Linked DNA regions of Sus scrofa: region 2 is linked to region 1. Evidence: chromatin contacts called from public Hi-C data. All regions are on one chromosome and are shown on one strand. Each heading gives the region's core, a stretch centred on a gene start, on an enhancer-like site or on the middle of the called end of the contact. The rest is flanking DNA. Distances are from core to core; before and after follow the strand shown. Region 1 holds the start of HAPLN3 (hyaluronan and proteoglycan link protein 3). Region 2 holds the start of POLG (DNA polymerase subunit gamma-1).

Region 1 (3,324 bases), core at 724-3,223:
AATAAAAAATAAAAATATATATTAGCTGTGATTACTGCCATTAGCAGTTTGCAAAGTGAGATCTCCTATGATTTCAGCAGTTCCTTCTCTCTCCTGGACTAGAAGAGAAAGTAGCGGCTGTTGGGGAAACTGAGGCAGGAGGGGGCGGGCGGTGCGTCAAACTTTGCAGGATTCTATTTTTGGTGAACAGGTTAGAGAAATTCGGGTCTCCTGAAGGACCAGCCTTCCCTTTTCCCAGCACCCCTTGCCTCAGGACCCCTCCGCATAGCGGAATAACTGAACCCTGACTTGAAAGGAAAAGTGAGCCCCGCCAGGCTGCCTGCCTACACCGAGGACACGTCTCCCAGACACCAGCAGGGGGCAGCATTGCCCGCCAGGTCTCCAACGGCCTGGCTCCCCCAGAGAAATTTGACTTGGATGCCCCCAGTTTGGGCAAGGCTTACAAGCGCCTTTGAAAACTGTGGCTCCCGCGGAGTGGAAGCTGGAGGTGTTTCCTACCAGCTTTGCCAGCAACTGGCCCGTGCAGAGCCCCGGGAGTGGGGCCAGGGTGCCACTCAGTCCCCTCCCCTGCCGCAGAGGGTGAAGGCACTCTGGAGGTCAGTGCTGGACACCAGGCTGGGTCACAGGTCGGGTCCACCCAGGGAGTCGATGACAGAGCTGGGTCCAAGTGCTCTGCGCCGTTTCCTTCCAGGCTGCTTACGAGCCCTGAATTCCTCCCTGAGCAACGCATCTCCCACCCAGGGCTCCCCACTCGCCACCCTCCCGGCCCCTCTGCTGTGCCTGAGATAGAGACCCCGGCGAATCCAAGCCCGAAACCGACAGCACCTGCTGCGTTTGCCCTGGAACAGCCAGAGCAGACCGGCGATGCCGAAAGGCGCACTTCGCTTGCCCGCTCTGCCTTAGGAGGTGTCCCCAGCCCTCCCAGGGTTCCTGGGGCCCCAGAGGATCCGACACATGCCTGGGGGCAGAGCCCGGATCGCTGTGGTGGAGGCTGCAGGCCCGAGACTGGATGAGATCGGAAGGGACCTGGTGGCTCCCAGAGGGAAAGGGGCTGGACCGGGCAGTGGTCTCCGAGGCCACGGGTTTCCCTTGGGATTTGTCTCCTCTCCCACAAAGGTCTGTGCACAGGGTCTAACGCAAGTCAGCTCGCGCCCCGCAAGGCTCCCAGCCTGGCACCCCAGCCTGCGACCAGCTCGGCCCCGGCTCCGCGGTGCCCAGCGCACTCCTCCTGCCTGCGTCCCCAGCCCCTGCCCTGGGACGCAATGGGCCTGCGGGAGACCCAAAGCAGAAAGGGCGGAACTGGCCCAAAGGGGTCCCAGGAGCCAGGCCACCCGAGCCACGTACCGTCCCCAGGCGTCTGGCTCTTGACGTCTCGAGTGCTCCTGGCTGCAAGCTGACCAGGTCCGAGGAAGCGGACAGATTTGAGGGTCTTGAACGGCCTGAAGGGAAGGGGCTGCGAACAAACCCCCGCGCTTCTTTAAAGAGCCAACTCCTTAAAGAAACACACGCCCCTTTTTCCTGCCCTCTGGGCCCAGCCCAAGGGAGGAGGTGCCTACCGACGCGGGCTGTCTCCAGGCTCGGCCGGGGACCACCCCCAACCCTCGGAACTGCCGGCCGTGCGGTGAAGGGAGGAGGGTCCGGGCCTTGAGCGGCTGTCCCATCTGGGGGAAGGAGGTGCGGGGGGATGGAAGAGGAGCCTCTGTAGAGGGAGGGTCTCATTAGAACGTTCTGGCTTTGCCAAAAGCCATGGGACTAAGCAGGAGGAGCCCCTCTCCACCCTCGGCAGGCAGGCTCCGACTGCCCCCCACCTGCAGGAGAGGGAGGGCTGAGCATGCTATATGCCTGCCTTGTCCCCCATAGAAGGCAAGGGGTCGCTGACAGTCCTCCTGCCCCGGAATTTGGCCACCGGAAATGGCCCGCCAACCTCCTCACTCACGGTCAGGTACAGGCACGCGGCCTCTGGTAGGCGGGGCTTGAATGAGCAGCCCTGGGGGAAGGGGATCCAAGGGATAAGGGATGGTGCTGCCAGAGGCCCCGCAGGAGCGATGGGCCTTCTGATTGGCCCTCTAACAGGGGCGGAACCCTGCCTTAGACGCCTGACCTGTCAGCAAGGCCATCAGGCAGCCACTTCCCAGGATGCCTCTGTTTGGACGGGGTGATTTTTTTCCCCTCCAGATCGACGGGGAGGCTTGGCCTGGACAGCCCTATCATTTCCGCAGCAGCAAAGCCTCAGGAGGTCCTTCAGCCTCGGCTGGGAGCTGGCCAAGTGGTCACTGAACCCAGAGCCTCTTTCTAAACACAATTTTGACAGCCCGTGTGGGGGTGTGTGTGTGTGTGGGGGGTGTTGCACACACGCAGCCAGGAGTAAATCACAGCATGAAGAGCTGCGGTGGATGAGATTAAATTGCACCAAAGTGAATGGCAGCATGATGAACAAAAGGGAACCAATGAAGGTTCCTCCACAAGGAAGAGAGACCCGTCTGAGCACTGGACGCAAGAGGACTGGCAAGAGAAAAAAAACAGGACATGAGTTCCAAGGAGGAAACTCACAAGCTTCTCTGCCACCAGGCTTTGCATAGGTGTTTGCATACATTCTCTCCATCAGTTCCAAGACCATGGAGTAGGTCCTATTCCTCCCACTTTACAAACAGGGAAACTGAGGCCCAGGGAGGTTTAAGGAAATTGCCCAAGGGCACTCAAGAGCCAGGATTTGAACCCAGGTCCTCTTGACTTGAGGCCTTGTGCTCCTAACCCCTCCACTCTATTAAAACCAGGAACGGAAAGGAGACTCGACTCCCGGGAGCGGTGGGTCAAGGGCCCACAGGGGTAGGGACAGCCACAGGGGTAGGGAGAGGAATGGACAGCTGAGAAGGTCAGTTTTGCTACAACGAAGCAAGCTCAACATCCCAGCCAGTGGCAGGACTGGCCAGTAGGTGGAATCTCAGAGCTGGCTCTCAGGACTGCTGTCAGGAATAAAAACCTCAATCTGCAGAGGTGATGGTGAATGCTGGTGAAGTGGAGGTGCCTGCTCAGCAACAGCCTAGGGCAGAAGGGGTCAGAAATGAGGGGCCCCCAGTCCAGGGTCCCAGGAGGGGGACTTTCAGAAGGCCAACACATCCAAGGCTGCAAAGAGGAGTGGAAGAAGGGACTGAGAGGTGGCTTAGGCAATTCTGGGGTCACCTTGGGTCTCCTGGGCCAGGTGGGGGACTTGTGACCACTGCTCACCAGACCACCCTGCCAGCCAGCCAATGAGTCTGGCCTGCAGAAAATTCAATGCCTCAAAGAGGGACAAGTTGACACATGGGAGTGAAGCTCTGTTTCCCC
Region 2 (3,706 bases), core at 68-2,567, 370 kb after region 1:
TCCAGCTTGGCAGCTTTTACTGGCGGGAAGACGTGGAGGGAGACACGTCCCGTCTCTCTTTTCCTGTCAGTGAAACGGTCCTGATCATGCCTGCCTTCCACCCAACAAATCCTAAAGGAGACAGACGACAGTGTTAACTTATGAAATGCCCAACACGTGCTACATTAACAACCATCGCTCTTAAGCACTTGCTGCGTCTCAGGCAGTGTGCCAGGCGCCTTTGGGTACATTTTCTCAGTTAATCATCAGACAACCTTGAGAAGGATCAGTATCCCTCCAGAGGAAAACTGGGGCTCACATGGGTTCACTGGGGAAGATGAAGGTTAGTGGCTAAGAGCGCAGACTCTGAACAGGTTTGAATCCCGGCTCCGGCTCCTAGGAGACCTATGACCTTGGGCAAGCTTCTTAGGCCCCGGTTCCCGACTCTTTGAAATGGGGTTATGAGTTCTACCAGCCATACAGACAGCTTTTCGGGTGACACAGGGCGACCAGGTCGGGCAGCCCAGCCCTGGGCAAATGCTCGGCTAACGGTGGCTGCCATTACCGTGACCGCCGCAGCCCGAGGCCCTAGCGCCTCTAGGAGCCAGCGCGCGGATTCGAACCCGTCCGGGGAGGCCGCCGTCCCGCGGGGTCCCCACCCACGCCCGGGCCGGGGCCCAGCGGGCCGAAGGAGCCCGGCAGGTGGCGTCGGCAGAGGCCCCCGGCGCTCCCGGCCGCCAGCCCGCCTGAGCCCGGCGGCAGCGCCGCGGTGCGCCCTGGGACGAGCCTCCGCCCAGCTCAAGGCCGCGCTCCCTTCGCCACCGCTCAGCGACCCGACCTCCCCTCAGCGCCGACCCTCCGGAAACCTCAGTCCACCCGGAGCTTCTCAGTCGGCGGCTGCCGACCCCAGGCCAGAGACGCGGCGTCTCCCCTCGCGCGGCCTTTGCAGCCTCGGCGTGGCCTGTGGCTTCCACCCGACCAGTCCGCCTCGCTGGCAGCCGCAACTTCCCGTCTGCGTCCCGCTCGGTCCCGCGGCTACCCCGAGAGGCAGGCGGGAGACTCCCAGTGCGACCAATAGGAGAGTCACAAATGGACCGGTCCGCCCGTGGGGGGGGAATAGGACTTCCGGGTGGGCTCTCCCTACGGAACTCTGGGAATCAAGGTCCAACCTCCCCCGCTCAAGAAGCAGGTGGGTTGGTCCCAGGCAAGACAGTAGGCGGTAAAAATATAGTTTAGGCTGTCCAAAGAGTAACAGCAAGCGGGCGGCCGCGTGGCCTAATGGATAAGGCGTCTGACTTCGGATCAGAAGATTGCAGGTTCGAGTCCTGCCGCGGTCGGAAGCTCAGCTACCCTTTTTGATTTGCACCTTCCTAGGTATTTAGCCAGGACCGCACGAGACGCTGTTACCAATTACTACAGTTCACTGACGTCTGGAAACACCCAGATCTGGGGAAGTACGGGTCCCCATCCACCACGCCCCGTACGTCGGTGCGAAATTGCTCCTCTGCGTGGGGAAGCCGCAGTACGGTTCTAACAGTCATCTGCCGTGCGTGTACCTCCACGAAGGTAAAGCTGGCGGGCATCCTAAGCCGAGGCACTGGTTTCAAATCATTAGATGTGTCGGAATGGTGGAAATTGGCACCTGAGGCAGACCCTTCCTCTCCCCGTCTGGGGCAATTCTGACGGTACAAACGCTACCTTTCACCGAACCGGAATCTGCAACCGGATATTAAGCCCTCGCCCCAGCGCGGGGAGCTGCCCTCCAGTCTTTGCGGTCTCCTGTCCGCGCATCCCGCTGATAAACTGTCAAGTACTACTCAGATTAAGCCCCATGTGAAAGGGAGAACCTGGATCCTGGAGACACAGCTACGAAGATTTGGAAAGTGAGGCTAAGAGCGATCTGAGACAGACCTGAGGACACACAGCTGATGAGGGTCAACACTGAGGCCTCACCGAAAGTCAGTCCCCACCTTCCAGCCCGTGCCTGTGCCAGGACACCAGGATCTGACAACGGCCTTCAGTATTTTTCAGCGGTGCGGTTTGGAGATACCCAGGAAAACACACTCCCCACCTGTCCTGCGGACACAACCCACCCAGAAAGGCAGAGAAAACCCCAGGAAAAGGTCTGTGAAGGCCTCACAGTAGCATTACTCTAGATCCTTCCGTAGACCACCAGGGAACTCCCTCCCTTTATTTTTAAGTATGAAATATTGTTTACACGTTGCAATTCATACATTTTTTTTTTTTTTTTTTTTTTTTTTTTTGCTTTTTAGGGCCACACCTGCAGCAAATGGATGGAAGTTCCCAGGCTAGGGATCTAATCGGAACTACAGCTGCCGGCCTACACCACAGCCACAGCAACGCGGAATCCCAGCCGCATCTGCCACCTACACCACAGCTCACAGGCAACGCCAGATCCTTAACCCGCTGAACGACATCAGGGACCAAACCCGCAACCTCATGGTTCCTAGTCGGATTCGTTTCCACTGCGCCACTACGGGAACTCCAAGATATATTTAATATACACAGAAAAGTACTTTTATTTGGTTCTTTCTCTTGGCAAAAATTACACTCAACTGAAAATTCAGCATTTTATAATCTGGGTTTTTCTTGTCGCTTAACCATGTTACCACTGATATTTTTTACAAAATGCCAAGACAAGGCTTAACTCAGGGAGTCCCTAAGTGGGGAAAACATTTTCATTATTTCCTCTAATCTTTTTCTGCGATTTAGCATTTCCTTCAATTATGAGGTTAGGTGAGCAGCCGCAGTAGGGTTAGCAGTACCCGAGACTTTGCCCCTGAGTGCAAACACAGATATTCCCATAAAACATTACAGTTGCTGCAGATTGTTCACGCTCATCTGTACTGCAAAACAGAAGTGTGTTAGGCTGCTCCTAGGCCTCCTTTTAAAATGAGTTAACCAAAAATTACATCACCTTTGTGTTCTTTCTAATGTTTCATTATCTTTGATTTCCTTTGTATGCATTTAAAAACATTGTTCTCAGGAGTTTGCATCGTGGTGTGGTGGAAACGAATCTTACTAGGAACCACGAGGTTGCGAATACAATCCATGAGCTGTGGTGTAGGTTGCAGACGCAGCTCAGATCTGGTGTTGCTGTGGCTGTGGCATAGGCTGGCAGCAACAGCTCCTCCAATTAGACCCCTAGCCTGGGAACTTCCATATGCTGTGGATGCGGCCCTAAAAAAAACCAAAAAAACCCCGTATTATTCTTAAGGAGTTTCCGTTGTGAGTGACTCAGCGGTAACAAACCTGACTATTATCCTTGAGGACTCAGGCTAGATCCCTGGCCCCACTCAGTGGGTTAAGGATCTGGAGTTGCCCCGAGCTGTGGTGTAGGTTGCAGATGAGGCTTGGATCCAGTGTTGCTGTGCTGTAGGCCCGCAGCTGCAGTTCCAATTAGACCCCTATCCAGATAAAGGGCAAAAACAAACAAACAAGGATTATTCTTAGAAGATGTCTATGGCTCAAAAAAGCTAGGTTCCCCTTGCCTAACTGAATGTCATTCCTGGGGACACTGTTGCTGGGCCTGCATGATATCTACTAGGAGAAGAGCCCCCCTCCCTCTAGGTTCAGTGCCAGGAAATACCCATTGACATGCCTGCCCCTCCCAGAAGGCTAATTCAGGCCAGTCTGGTACCCTAGCCCTGGAATTAGAATCTTTAGCAAGGGCAAAAGTGATAGACACTGGTACCTACTTTGAGAG

Evidence for each region. Hi-C and Micro-C count contacts between places; a contact is called where the count stands out from the background.
Region 2: a contact with region 1 is called in a Hi-C map of liver, with 5 times the contacts expected there. The contact joins the promoter of POLG here to the promoter of HAPLN3 in region 1. A contact is called at or near these places in 1 of 5 promoter capture datasets (liver) and 2 of 47 Hi-C or Micro-C datasets (heart right ventricle and liver).

Annotation. Positions count from the first base shown.
Region 1 is chr7:54,535,456-54,538,779 of Sscrofa11.1, forward strand. HAPLN3 (hyaluronan and proteoglycan link protein 3) reads right to left here and starts at 1,974. Exons shown (of 6, transcript XM_001925622.7): 1 at 1,557-1,974; 2 at 1,345-1,453. The coding sequence starts at 1,719.
Region 2 is chr7:54,905,850-54,909,555 of Sscrofa11.1, forward strand. POLG (DNA polymerase subunit gamma-1) reads right to left here and starts at 1,318. Exons shown (of 23, transcript XM_001927064.5): 1 at 846-1,318; 2 at 1-111. It overlaps TRNAR-UCG (a tRNA gene), which reads left to right and starts at 1,244; the gene lies at 1,244-1,316.